Linked DNA regions of Sus scrofa: all the other regions are linked to region 2. Evidence: chromatin contacts called from public HiChIP or PLAC-seq and promoter capture Hi-C data. All regions are on one chromosome and are shown on one strand. The core of a region is the stretch at or near the end of the contact, and the rest is flanking DNA. Distances in the headings are between cores, read along the strand shown. Region 1 holds the start of HCN3 (potassium/sodium hyperpolarization-activated cyclic nucleotide-gated channel 3). Region 2 holds the start of DAP3 (28S ribosomal protein S29, mitochondrial). Region 3 holds the start of KRTCAP2 (keratinocyte associated protein 2). Region 4 holds the start of THBS3 (thrombospondin-3).

Region 1 (3,221 bases), core at 275-2,774, 260 kb after region 2:
GCCCTAGCCATAAAGGCACTGCTCGTCTACGCCCGCAAACAGAACAGGTAAATTACAGTAGTATGTGAAGTAAATTCTTCCCTTTATCTCCATTTCTTATTGCCTCCGACTTATTTCAAGCCCTCAGCATTTTTTCACCCAGATTATTTCAGAAGCGTCTAAATAGGTCTCTCAACTCTCAGGCCAATTCTCCTTCCAGAGTTAACTTCCTAAATCTAAATGTAGCTATCTCACTTGCTTAATATCCTTCAAACTTCTTAGTGTTCTATAGGATTACGGTTAAATTCCTTAGAATGACAACACAAGGCCCTGCAAAATTTAGACCTCTCTTTTCAACAACCTCCCTTCTGATAGTCCCTCTCTTGAAAGCCAGGACTCCAATTCTGTTTAAACACTTCATTTTGCTTTGTCTCCAGACTTTTGTAAATACTTTCTCTGCCTAGCACTCTCCTCCAATTCACTTTCCATCCATTGGTTCAGATGTCATCTCCTCTAGGAAACCTAGAAACACATTTATAACTCTCCTTTCCCAAGCTAGGGTTGTAGTCTAGAGCTTTCTTACAGTGGCCAGGGCACCACTGTTCATAACAGCTCTTAGCACAAGGCTGCCATTATTTGTTTACAGGTCTTTCCCATTATACTATGAAGCTCTGAAGAACAGGAGCCTTGAGCCTGGCACAGTGCTGGACAGAGTAGGAACTTAATAAATGCTTTTTGAATGAACGAGGGAAAGTGTACACGGAGAAGGAAGTGAGGTTCACTTTCCTCTCCACCCCTTCATTACCCTTCAGCTTCTATTTCAAGAAACTTTTCCTAAACCATTTCTGGCCAACTGATGAAAAATTCCTTCTGACTATCCTCCACCCTGACTCCTCTCTGTTTCTTTACTTGAATATAGTTATCCTCAGGTTATTTTTCATTTTCCTAATTACTGCTCAATTCCTTCTATAACATCTGTAACTCTACCCAGTTTTTCTCGTCTTCTGCTTTTTTTTTTTAATTCACCAAATTTAGACTTATCATATATTATGTGTAGGTATATAACAAAGTTCTCAAGTGATTTCCCCTTCTTTGGCACCTGAATCTCCACCCCTCCATTTCTCAAACCTTTCCTCCAAAGCCATTACCCCCCTCCCCCATATACAGAACGTGCACCAGCTTTTGTTCAGGACAAAAGATGGGAACCCCTCTTTGCTGTGGTTTGGTAGGCGAACTGTTTCAAAAACAGGCTATGATGGAGACTCACACCTCACCACCAGGCTTCAAAAGGTTTGCGGAGCGATGACATTCCGTAAACCACAACCCCTTCCTTTCAACCTCCAAACCTAACAAAGCAAGCCACATAAGTCCCACGAAAAGGGTCAAAGATTGAGGAAGGATACGGAAGAACACCAGGCGAGGCAGCGCGAGCCCAATAAACCGCTTCCACTCTCTCCCCGCCCCCATGAGCTTCCGCCCCCAGCACCTCCTCGGCTCTCACCGGACAGCAGAGAGCTACGCTAAGACGCGAAGGCGTGCGCGGTCCTGGGGGGCGGAGCCTAGGGGTAGCTGGGAATCGACGCAGGACGTGCGTGCGTGCGTACGTGCTCGCTCGCGGTGGCGGCGGCGGCGGATCGGGGAGGCCAGAGCCGGAGACCGAGCTGGGATCGGGCCCCGGGCGGGGGCGGTGCGAGCGGCGCCAAGCGGATCCTGGGGGCGGGCACGGAGCCGGGGCGGGCGGGACTGGAACGGAGCCCGGGAACGAGGCGGGAGGTCCAGGGTCTCGGGTTGGGGGGGTGGAGCCGCACTTCGTCGCCGCGGGGGTGCCGGGACTCCGGCCGCAGTGCCGCCGCCATCACGGACTTCCTGTGGGACAAGCGCACGGGCCTCGCCGCCAGAACGGTGAGCGCGCGGGCTGGCGGGCCGCGGGGCCGCGCGGAAAGATGGCGACCGCGGGGCGGACGGGGAGAAGATTGGATTGGGGGCAAGGGACCGGGGCGAGCTTGGGGGGTGGGGTGGGGCTGAGACGTGCGAAGTGGCAGAGGTGAGGAGTAGGAAGATGAGGTGGAATGTCGCCCTGTCTTAGATGCATTGGTAAAGACCAATAGGAAAGTTAGGAGGGACCAAAGTAGGAGAAGGGGTGATGGAGTAAAGATAGGAGTGGTTGCAAAGATGAGAAAGAATAGAAATCTCAAAAGTTGGGCCAAAGCTGGAGAGGTTGGAAGACACCACCATGTCACTTGGAGGCTGTGGAAAGAGTTTGACTCTAGGAGTTAGTTCTGGATTTTCTAAGTGAGAAAGAGAGGAAAAGATTAGAAGTGGAGAAAGATTGTAAGCTGGAGATAGTTGGGGGGGAGGGTTGGAAGGAGGAAAGCCTGTGAGGGACTTTGGTGGCACTGTGTATGTAGTGAGATGACATGTGCGTGGCTGTGTTAAGCAAGGTTGGGTTATCGGGGAGAATCTTGTACTTGCGTCTTCTTGGCTTCCTGCAAGCCCTTTTACGCCTGGAATGAATCAAATGCCACCCTTCTCTTCAATTTGAGAAGTAGCTCAGAATGGAAGCCAGATGTTGGAATCATTAAGCCTTTTCCACACCTAATCCTACCACTGCCACCCCCAACAAGGTGCACCTCTGTCCCTGGCCCATGTACTTTCATTCTGCCCTGTAAGTCTCATCTTATTGGTTCCTGACAGTAATTTTCTTTCCTTGAAGGAAAAAAGAATTAGTGCACCCTGCCATTCCAATTCCAGTAACTGGAAGGTGGCCGGCTTTTAGCCAGGCAGTACTGATAATAATTAAAAAGCAGTTATTCGGTACTTCCTAACCCAAAAGGGAAGGGGCTGGGTGGAAAGCTGACTGCAGCTTGGGGCCTCCTGGATTAAAACCATTTAAGGACGATTTGGCCATTGATGTGAGAAATGTTCAAGGGGCCAGACCCAGATCCCTGGAACTTGCTTGTGTTTGGTATATATACTATAAGTGGAAAGCTGGAAAACTGGATTCTTACCCTCAGGATATAGATGGCCTAGTTGGGGAGATAAGATACACTAATGATTGTAAAACACCATAATAGCATATAGTGAAGCATTATTCATTATAGTAAAGCACAATAGCGAATGCAGCGTCGCACACATCCATCCAAAATCTCAGCCAAAGATGAGCTGTGGCCATCTTCGTCAATTACGTAGTCTCACCTGTAATGAGCTGTGGCCTGAATGTTGTCATGAAGCCATATTTGAGG
Region 2 (3,117 bases), core at 135-2,634:
CATCCTTCCCTTAAAAAAAAAAAAAAAAAACCCAGAGCAATTAAACAAAACCTGATCCATATACTTAAGTATGGAAAAGGGAACATTTAGGACTGTCTACTTAAACTTTAGAGCTTGAAATTAATCTAGTACAGTGATTTTGAAACTATTCCTAGATCCTTAAAAGTCCATAGATGTTAAGGAACGGAATATCCAAGCGGATCCCTCCCCCGATTTATTCTGTTTTACACTTTGGGTGAAACTAAAGATTATTTGAATAGAAAGCTTCAGAAATACCCGTACATTTTAATAGTTCATAGTTCTCCTTACTCAATCATCAAGAAAAAGTAAGTGTTCATTCACAGTTTTGAGAAACAAGTATCAGTAGCCACAGAAATCTGAAAGATTTCCTTTTGCATTTATTATAACGATTTGGAAGAATAGGACACAAACTACCAATTACACCCACAAACCTTATCAACATCCAGAGTACTGTAAACGATAACATTACACTTTGCACCTTCCCTGTGCCTAGAAGCTAATACTTCTTTATCTACATTATTTTATTTTATCACATACCAACCTTGAAGGCAGATTTGGAGTTAACTAATTTTTATGTTCAGTTTTTCATTTGTTGACAAGGAATTAAGAAAAATAACTTTCTGAAAGACACACAAGACGTGAGAGACCAAGTCCAGACCTTGAATTTGTAACGTATGGCATCTTTATCCTCTAACATCAGGCTGCCTAATGAGGTTGAAAATATATCATCTAGCCAAGAGGAATGCATAAAAGTGCACGAAACATCATCGCGTATAGACAGTGGCGTGAAATTCGAGCAATCTAAGATGGGTTTAAAATAGAATTTCAAAAAAGGAAGAAAGAAAAAGCCGACCACGCACCGGTTCTTCTTTAGGTTTCAGGACCGCAACACGGAGCCCGGAAGGAAGCCCCCTAGGAGGGTCGCCGGCCCAACTGGTTTCACTCCCTACCTCATGGAGGTTCCGAGTCCCACTCCTCTCCTTCATGAGTACAACCCCATGCAGGTCCATTCCCTCACCGAGAGTCGTGGATCCGCTTTCCTGATGCGGTGAACGACAGGCACAGTCAAGGGCTGGCTCCACAGCGCTTGTCCCGCAGCAGAGAAGCAAGCTCGGGTCGTTTGGCAGGAAGCTGCTCACCGCGCAGCCGCCGCGGCCTCCAACTACTTGTCAGCAGAGGGGCGCTAGGCCGCCCCCGAGCCGCTCACCGCGGCCAGGACGAGGTGGGGGGAGCGAGCCGTGTCGCCTTGGCGCCTCAGCCATCGAGGTAAATAGTCATAGGTGTCTACTGGCCACTGGGGTAATTCCAATCCTAACGGCAACTTCTGCCCGTTTCGTCTGTCCTTTTCTCCCCCGCTGCTGCAGCTAATGGGAATGGAACAGTCCCGCGGGGGGGATTGTGGGAGGCGCACGCGCGAGGGGTGGAGGGTATGTGGGGGGGGCGGAGGGGGAGGAGGCGGCGGCGGCGGCCGTGGCGGCGGTTGGTGGCAGTGGGGGCGGGGAAGGGGGGGAGGAGAGGAGAGGAGGTGGAGGAGGAGGCTTGGGCTCGCGCCGCTGAAGGTACGCGTGAGGGCCCGCGCCAAAGCTGGCTTGACAGGGGCCGAGGGGAAGTGGGGGACCGTGCGAGGAGGCTCCCCAGAGCGAGTGCGTACTGGCTGGCGGGCGCGCCAGGCGGCCGAAGGCGGTGGTTGGTGGGAGCAGCAAGCGACGAGCCCAGATACACTCTGGCGCGTGCGGGCGGGCGTGCGCGCTCTGCCGCCCGAGTCGAGTGAGGAGGGAGGACGAAGGGGGAAAACGCGAGGAGGGAGGAGTGGGAGGTGGGGGGGCACGAGGCGCCCTTCGCTCCCTCCCTCCCAAGGAGCTGCCGCCGCCGCCGCTCTGCCGCCGCCGCTCCCGCCGCCATTTTGGGTTCGCTTTGCGGAGGGGGAGACGATCCCCGTCTCGGTTGCGGGACCCGCCTCCCCTCAGTTTCCCCCGCTTAGCCCCACGCCTTTCCCCTCTCCTCTCTCGCATTTCCGCCAGTCCGCTCACCCGCTGGCCGCCTCCTGACAAGCGGGAGGGATCCGCTGTGGACCAAGGGAAGCGGAGGAGCCTGGTGGCGGCCGCCCCCTCTTCCCCACTTCCCTGCACTCTCATCTCTCTCGGCCTCGGCCTCTGACACGGTGAGTAGTACCGCCTGGGGAGGCCTTTGGGCCTAAGTACTCCCTCAGCGACTCAGTCCTTGGCTTCCTGGGAGCTACTGTCATCTCCCGGACCTGGACCTCCGGGAGAGCGGTGGTAAGGATGGGGGAGGGGAGAGTAGGGAAGGGGATCCTGAGCTTACCGGGAAGTCCCTCCTGGCGGAGGTGAAGGGGTGTCCCTGACAGGCGGGCTCCTGGCTTGGGGGAGGGGGCGGGAAAGTAAGCGAGTGGAGGCGGAGCCCGCTGTGCCCCTGACAGGTTAGTTTGTGTGTTGTGGAGGCACGATTGGAGCATCCCCCATAGGCCAGGTTGTTCCCGTTAAGGAATAAGAGTGTCAGGAGGGATGATCCTCTTTTGAGGGTAGTTTACCTGTATGTTCAGATCTGTGGTGTCCCTGACACGCTCAACTGGCTGTTGAAACTACAGGATGGTCTCCGTGTTATAAGTTTAATAGATGTTACTGGTTAGTTTGTGCATGGAAAGACATGTTTTTGGTCTAGGAGACAGATGGTCTGTTAGTGTATAGCGGCTGTGTTTGTGTGTGTATGCAAGAAAGGAAAGTGTTTCGGAAGAGTTTGCTTTTATTTGTACAAGTGTAATGTAGTTCCACTTATAAGTTAGCTTATTTTTAAATTAAAGTTTGGGATATTCCCTGCTGGTTGATATGTGTGTGTGTTTTAGGGTTTGAGAGTGCCTTATTGACTTGTTGGGAAAGAGAAGTCAAAGCAGTATTTTAGAAATGTAGCATGTAAGTGTGTGGTCAGGGATGGGAGAAACTTGTCATAACCAGTTATTCTTAAGAATAGTTTGTTCCTCTGAATAGAGTGAATTGTGTAAATATGAAGGCCCAGAACATCTTTACCTGAACAATTACTGTGAGGGTGTAAAGAATGGTTGGCCTTTCTGTTGACCTGAGT
Region 3 (3,432 bases), core at 507-3,006, 350 kb after region 2:
CCTCTCAAGGACACCGCCCATTCTGCAGCTCCGTGCGGACCCCCGCCCCCTTCTCTGACTCCCCCCCTCCTCCCCCCTCCCCCGCGTGACTCCTCCCTATAGCCAGGCTCTCTCCATCCTTCTGCTCACCCTGCCCGTCCTCCTGCCGCGGCTCCGGCCTGCAGCTGCCCTCGCTTCCATTCCCCATCACTAACCCATCCGGCTCCTTCTAACCCATTCCCTTTTGCCCCCCACGCTCCGGCCCTCCTGCTTCCTCCCCCGGCGCCACCTGGCCTGCCGCAACCCCCTCCCCTAGCAAGGGAAAAAAAATGAGCGCCCCGCCTCCTTGCCCCCTCCCCACCGGAAGTACCCCTCCCTTTTTTGGTTGCGGGGGGTCCTGAAGCTATGCCCCACCCCCACACCTCACCTTGGTCCCTCTCTTCGCAGCCATCCCGGTCAGGGGCGCAGCTGACACAAAGGAGGGAGGGACAGGGAGGGAGGGGGAAGGAAGTGGTGGGGGGGAGCAGGGTTGGCACCGCCCCTGGGAGAGCCGGGCACGGGTTGCCATGACAACCGCAGGCTCGGAGGCAGCCTTGAGTGGGGGTGCGGTGGGGTGGGGTCTCTGGGAGGGGTCCAAATTGGAACTACACCGCGGAGCGGCTCCTTGCTCTCCCCCCACCTGTCCTCAGTTTTCCTGGAAAATATCCAAGCTCACTCACGCCCCCTCCTCAGAGCATAGCCCGGTTGCCCTGCAGCCCCAGCCCCGGTGCACGGCTGGCGGCTAACCCGGGCCGCCCCCTGCGCCCGGGCAGCTCCAGGTTCCTTACATCCCAGCAGATGGACGCCTTCACGGCATTTACCACAGGGCTGCCCCCAGATTACCCTCACATGCCTGCAACCCGATCCCCCCAGTTCTTTCTGGCATCATCAGCCCGCTGTCTACATCCCAGCATTTGCAGGATCCCCACCTGTTCCAGGTTCCGGCCAGCCCGGGACCCCTATACTCCCCCTCCCCTTCCCTCGACCCCACCTTAACTCACACTGATGCGGACCAGTGCATCCATGATGGAAGTGAAGGTCTGCATATCCTCACCCTCAGCCATGGCCCTACCATGCCCGCCCGCCCCCGGGTGCCCGATCCCGGCTGCGGCTGCGAACCCCGGGCTTAATGCTGGAGCCCAGTGGGGATGTGGGGAGGGGTGGGTGAGATGTCACTGCGCATGCTCAAGGGACCATCCTCGAACAGCGCCGGTCGAGGTAGGAGGTGGGAAATAGTTTTCCCCACGTGGTTCTCAGGAGGCGGTGGTGGGTGGCGGTGGGTAACTTGGAATGGTATCTGAGGGGGGTGCCATTTCTTATGTTCGAATTCTTTATTGGCTCCTAATCTTGCTCAGAGAAAGCAAGAGGATAGTTTCAGAGAAAGATGGGCTTAAGGATGGAAGCACTTGATTTTGGTTTGGGCAGAGTCCACGAGGCAATGATCATGGGGGAGGGAGTTTTAAGGAACGGGCACTAGGGCTGACGTGAATGGCAAAGAAGACAGACGTGGGCTAGAGACTATGGTCCATGGGCCCAGTGACTTGAAGAGTTAAGTGCAGCGTGCACTGAGAGGCGGCAGATGCTCCGGGTGCGGAGAAGAGCGGGGGACCAGGGTGGTGGCCAAGGCTGCTTTTGCATGAACTATTTCCTCCCTTCCGGGAGAGGGCGCTGCACCCAGGCGCGGCGGGGGAGAAAGAGGAAGACGTTGGGGAGAAGCAAGTCTACGTTTGGGGCCGACGCATGCGCACAGCCAACCGTCCCCGGTTCGGCTCTCCTCTCGGATCGCGGCGCCAATTGGACCCCAGGGCAGGGCATGATGGGTAACGGGACCCGCGGGATCCCACCTGGACGGGCTAGTGGGGTCGGAGTTGGGCGGACCAGCTTTCCTCGTCCTCTTCCCGCAGAGCTGACGTGTCCTGGGTTCCAGGGGGGCGGGCATTTCCCCAGGGCGGGAGGGTTCGAGGCATCTGGGGCTGAGGAATGAATTCCTGGGGGGTCGCCGCGGGTTTTGGGAGTTGGGGAGAATGGCTGCAGTCCTGGGAGCGCTTGGAAGTGGTCGGGCCCTCGACTCCCGGACCTGCCGGATCTGCCTGCAGCTGCTGGAGGGAGGGCTGGGCCTAATCTCCGTCTCTTCTCTACCCCGCTGCAGTGGTGGGTACGGGCACCTCGCTGGCGCTCTCCTCTCTCCTGTCCCTGCTGCTCTTCGCTGGGATGCAGATGTACAGCCGCCAACTGGCCTCCACCGAGTGGCTCACCATCCAGGGCGGCCTACTTGGTTCCGGCCTTTTCGTCTTCTCTCTCACCGTATCCTCCCTGAGGTGGAGCAAACAGACGTGTTTGAGGGTGGGGAGGGTGGAGGGCCACAGGCTTGTACCCCTCCCGTTACCGACAGAGCTCTGCCCTCCTACTCCTGTGCACGTCCTACTCCTTCACTCTCTCAACCCAGGCCTTCAATAATCTGGAGAATCTTGTCTTTGGCAAAGGATTCCAAGCAAAGATCTTCCCGGAGAGTAAGTGGAAATTGAGGGTGGAATATTTGATCCCTCTCCTGTAACCTCCGCAAACACGGTACTGAATTTCCAGGTGCTTAGAATAGTAAAGGTGTTTTAGGAAAAGGCAATATGTGTATTAATACTGTCTGGAAGCAGCACCTTAGCTAGCTGCTGCTTTTGGATCCAGCACCTTAGCTAGCTGCTGGAATTGGAGCTAGAAGAGAAGGCTTCTGAAAGCAAGAAACCCAGTTACTTCCTGGCCATTTCCTGGGGAAGGTTGAGGGGAATAGCAGGTTTGGGTTTGTAATGAACACATCCAAGGAAAGATGTTCTTTGTTCCCAGCAGAAGGAGCAAGACCAAGTGTGTTGAGAGGTTCAGAGGTGACATTGATTCAATATTCGGGAATTCTATTGATTTGAGATGATCGTGAAGAGCCTATGTATTACACATATCAACTCTCTATCTCAACAAGAATCCTGACCAAATAAGAATAACTGTTAGATCGTTTTCTTTTTTTTTCTTTTTTTTTGTCTTTTTGCCTTTTCTAGGGCCGCTCCCATGGCATATGGAGGTTCCCAGGCTAGGGGTCGAATCGGAGCTGTAGCTGCCGGCCTACACCACAGCCACAGCAACGTAGGATCTGAGCCATGTCTGTGACCTACATCACCACTCACAGCAACACTGGATCCTTAACCCACTGAGCGAGGCCAGGGATTGAACCTGCAACCTCATGGTTCCTAGTTGTATTCCTTAACCACTGCGCCACAACGGAAACTCCCGAGATCATTTTTCATTTGAAACAGTCGTTGTTATTAGCGCTCATGTAATCAAGAACTGATGATTTAGTTATTTATGGAGAATTAACGTTCATGAACCAAATCAGACGTCAAGGCCGGATCACCTAAGGGATGCCATATGCCC
Region 4 (3,080 bases), core at 121-2,620, 320 kb after region 2:
CGCCACCCCTCACCAGCACGGCCAGACTGTCCAGGTCCACGGACGGCAGCCCCCAGCCCCCTGACCAGCAGAACAGCTCCATGGGCGCCGCCATCTTGCCCGCCCTTTGTCCCGGAAGCACCTCCCCCTGCGCTTCAGCCCTCCTCCGCGCGGATCCGCCCCCCGCCCCTACGACTGTTCACAGTGGGGAGCTGGGGGGAGGCCCTCGGGAAGGCGCTGCTTATCCCAGCCCAGAAGGCGGCCTGACGGCGTGGGGCGGAACCGAAGGCTTCGGGGGAGGGCGGCAGCGGTCCGATCCACAGGCGGCTCGCGAAGGGGGGAAGGGCTTTCATCCCGGCGCGCCTAAGAGAGTCCCGGAGCCTTGGCCGAGGGGAGCCCCGAGCCTCTGAAGGCTCAGCGGGCCCAGAAGGGGGCTTTGGGCTCCTGGGCAGGCTCTGGGTGCCCTCACAGATCTGCAAGAGGTCTGGGCTGCTTCGGGCCCCCTCAGGGCTCGGCCCCGAGCGGGGGCTGCGGGGGGGGTCCCCCGAGCCGCATGTTTTCCACAGCGCGTTATGTTTGGAGCCGGCCCCGCGCCTCCTGTCGCCATGGAAACAAAACAGGGGCGGTGGCGGAGGCCGAAGCTAGGCCGGGCTGGGGCCTGGGTGGGGGGAGGGGAGGTGGGGCTCTGGGACTGTTGCCTTGGCAACGGGAACCGAGGCGCCCCTCCGTTTCATCCGGGTCGTGGCCTGTCTGCCTGTACCCCCAAGTGTTCTCAGTCTGCCCCCCGGCCCCTGGCCTGTCCTCTGGTCTCCTCCTGTCCTTGGCGTCCCTTTCCCTATTTCTTCACTCCAGCCTCACTGACCACTGTTGTAGACTTTCCCTCCAGTTTCCACCAGACTCTTCTAGACTCCCAGGTTTTCCTAGTAATGAAGGAAAGTGGAAGCACAGGGACAAGGCATGGGACCATCACCCTAATAAAGAGCACTTGCTCTGTCGGAGGAGCAAACGTCATGCCATGTGGGCATCCCCTGGGCACTATAGCAAGCTAGTTTCAGCCACTCCCTTGGAATTCTCTCGTACCAGCTGTGGAATAATGCTCACTGTCTGGCACTGCCCCTGCCAAAGTTGCCTGCCTTCCCCAACTGTGGCTTCCAGAAGACAGTAGCATTCGGTAGCAACCCCCAAGAGCGAGATGCAGGGGAGAGGGAGGCACCTGGGGGAGAGCACCATTAGGGAGAGGCGCGAGGCAAGGAGGCCTCCAGGACTCTTCCTCAGTGCCCCTGGTTCCCGGAGCTGAGGATGCCTCCAGGGTGATTGGCAGCTCTTTGTTTCAGCCCCCCCTCACCGCCTGCCGGCCCCCCCCTCCAGTCCCTCCGCCCCCCTCTCCTGCTCTCCGCCTAGCCTTTTCCCCTCCCAGCCGCCTGCCTGCCAGGGGTAGTGAGCCGGCTGAGCGGCATGGAGACGCAGGAACTTCGGGGGGCCCTGGCTCTTCTCTTCCTTTGCACTTTCGCATCTGCCAGTCAGGACCTGCAGGGTAAGCCAGTACCAATTCTCAGAGCCCCCTCTCTGCCTCCTCCCCACTTGCCCCCAGCCTAGTAGCAGGGAACATGTGGGCAAGGGGAGAGGGGAGAGTCCTGAAATTGAACCGGAGGGAAGAGTTGATGAAATTATGATCCTGTGGGGAGGAGCTGACACCAGAAGGTGGCGGATGAGTGGGAACTGGCCAGGGTCAGCATGAGGCCAGGGCTGTGGACTCAGGAGGCAGGATGCTAGGGCTGCCTGGCTGGTTTGGTGTCTGAGCATCCCCAGACACTCCAGGGTCTGGGAGAGCAGCTCAAAGGTGGGTTTCTTCCACCTTTGGGCTCCTAGTTGCCTAAGAACCGGGTGGGGGTGGGGACCAAGAGGTCTGGGCTCTCCTGGAGGTCTGGTGGTAGGATGGGTCTGTGGGTGTGGGAGAGGTAGCTGGAGCAGATGACACAGGCACAGATTCTTTACAGGCTGGAAGGGAAACCACAGATTGGCCAGGACACAGGAGGCAGAGAGCTGGGTCCCAGGTTCCTGTGGGAGAGAGCCAGACAGTAGGAGGGTCGAAGTCTTCAGTGGGCAGCTGTTCTCACCCAGAGCGAGTGTGCTGAACCCCCCAGGACGGGAGGAGGAGCATTTAGGGGCATTTAGAGCCAAACCCAGCCGTGTGAAGAGAAACGGCCTTCCTATTTCTGCGCTGTGGGCACCAGGTGCTACTCCTGCCTTGAGATCAACACAGTGACTCCTTTGCGCCACCTGGTGGGGGCATCTCACATTCGCGGGGCGCTGTTGCTGTATTTCCAGTTGAGCCTCAGGCCTGCCGGTTCTCGGAGTGGCAGTAAGGAAGGCACAACGCCTTGTCCTCTGACAGCAACAAGGGTTGGATTTCCAGGAGGTGACTAACACTGTCGGGTGGTGATGAAGGATGCCGCCCCACCCCTGAAGGCTCAGAGAGAGCAGGCCTTAGCATTTGACAGGGGTCTGACCTTAATCATCTCTGCTTGGTCAGTGATCGACCTGCTGACTCTGGGCGAGTCCCGGCAGATGGTAGCTGTGGCGGAGAAGATTCGGACAGCCCTGCTCACCGCTGGGGACATCTACCTCTTGTCCACCTTCCGTCTGCCCCCCAAGCAGGGTGGTGTCCTCTTTGGCCTCTACTCTCGCCAAGACAACACACGATGGCTGGAGGCCTCTGTTGTGGGCAAGATCAACAAAGGTGACTGGCGGGGCATCTCCCTTCCTGCCATGGTGACTCCTTCGAGCACTCAGACCCCTCCTAATTTTCTTTGGGCTCCCCTGGGGACTATGGACCCATCAGGCTGTGCCCAGGCACCAGGGGCACCTGGTAAGGGGTACTTAGTGCCTTAGGGGGGCCAGGCACCCAAACAGTAGGGTGAGGCATTTGTTGGAATGGGGAATTGTATGTGGGGATGCCTGGGGGGAGGGGAGGCATGTTTCTCTGACCCAGTAGTGGTATAAAGAGGTCCCTCAGATCCCTGGAATGGATCTGGGGATACAGAACCAGCTGCAACAGTAGCGGGGGATATAGTGATCTAATGACACGGAAGAGTTAGAAA

What was found. Promoter capture Hi-C pulls out the DNA fragments that hold promoters and counts their contacts. HiChIP or PLAC-seq counts read pairs in DNA pulled down with a chosen protein or histone mark.
Region 1: a contact with region 2 is called in an H3K27ac HiChIP or PLAC-seq map of alveolar macrophages. The contact joins the promoter of HCN3 here to the promoter of DAP3 in region 2. A contact is called at or near these places in 1 of 5 promoter capture datasets (liver), 4 of 47 Hi-C or Micro-C datasets (epiblast stem cells, heart right ventricle, liver and 1 more) and 2 of 2 datasets of contacts at active chromatin or transcription factors (alveolar macrophages and skeletal muscle).
Region 3: an H3K27ac HiChIP or PLAC-seq map of skeletal muscle shows a contact between it and region 2, with 2.5 times the contacts expected there. The contact joins the promoter of KRTCAP2 here to the promoter of DAP3 in region 2. A contact is called at or near these places in 2 of 2 datasets of contacts at active chromatin or transcription factors (alveolar macrophages and skeletal muscle).
Region 4: a promoter capture Hi-C map of liver shows a contact between it and region 2, with 4 times the contacts expected there. The contact joins the promoter of THBS3 here to the promoter of DAP3 in region 2. A contact is called at or near these places in 2 of 5 promoter capture datasets (fetal liver and liver), 4 of 47 Hi-C or Micro-C datasets (alveolar macrophages, heart right ventricle, retroperitoneal adipose tissue and 1 more) and 2 of 2 datasets of contacts at active chromatin or transcription factors (alveolar macrophages and skeletal muscle).

The regions. Positions count from the first base shown.
Region 1 is chr4:94,558,581-94,561,801 of Sscrofa11.1, forward strand. It overlaps HCN3 (potassium/sodium hyperpolarization-activated cyclic nucleotide-gated channel 3), which reads right to left and starts at 1,525. Exons shown (of 9, transcript XM_013997013.2): 1 at 1,481-1,525. CLK2 (dual specificity protein kinase CLK2) reads left to right here. Exons shown (of 12, transcript XM_021089727.1): 1 at 1-47.
Region 2 is chr4:94,296,097-94,299,213 of Sscrofa11.1, forward strand. It overlaps DAP3 (28S ribosomal protein S29, mitochondrial), which reads right to left and starts at 1,385. Exons shown (of 13, transcript XM_021089714.1): 1 at 972-1,385. It overlaps ASH1L (histone-lysine N-methyltransferase ASH1L), which reads left to right and starts at 1,436. Exons shown (of 28, transcript XM_021089697.1): 1 at 1,436-1,580; 2 at 2,043-2,182. The coding sequence starts at 1,451.
Region 3 is chr4:94,641,544-94,644,975 of Sscrofa11.1, forward strand. It overlaps KRTCAP2 (keratinocyte associated protein 2), which reads left to right and starts at 1,757. Exons shown (of 5, transcript NM_001190186.1): 1 at 1,757-1,838; 2 at 2,168-2,322; 3 at 2,465-2,528. The coding sequence starts at 1,832. TRIM46 (tripartite motif-containing protein 46) reads right to left here and starts at 1,213. Exons shown (of 11, transcript XM_003125718.5): 1 at 1,020-1,213. The coding sequence starts at 1,082.
Region 4 is chr4:94,611,332-94,614,411 of Sscrofa11.1, forward strand. THBS3 (thrombospondin-3) reads left to right here and starts at 1,371. Exons shown (of 23, transcript XM_013997018.2): 1 at 1,371-1,513; 2 at 2,513-2,719. The coding sequence starts at 1,435. It overlaps MTX1 (metaxin 1), which reads right to left and starts at 108. Exons shown (of 8, transcript NM_001039750.1): 1 at 14-108. The coding sequence starts at 94.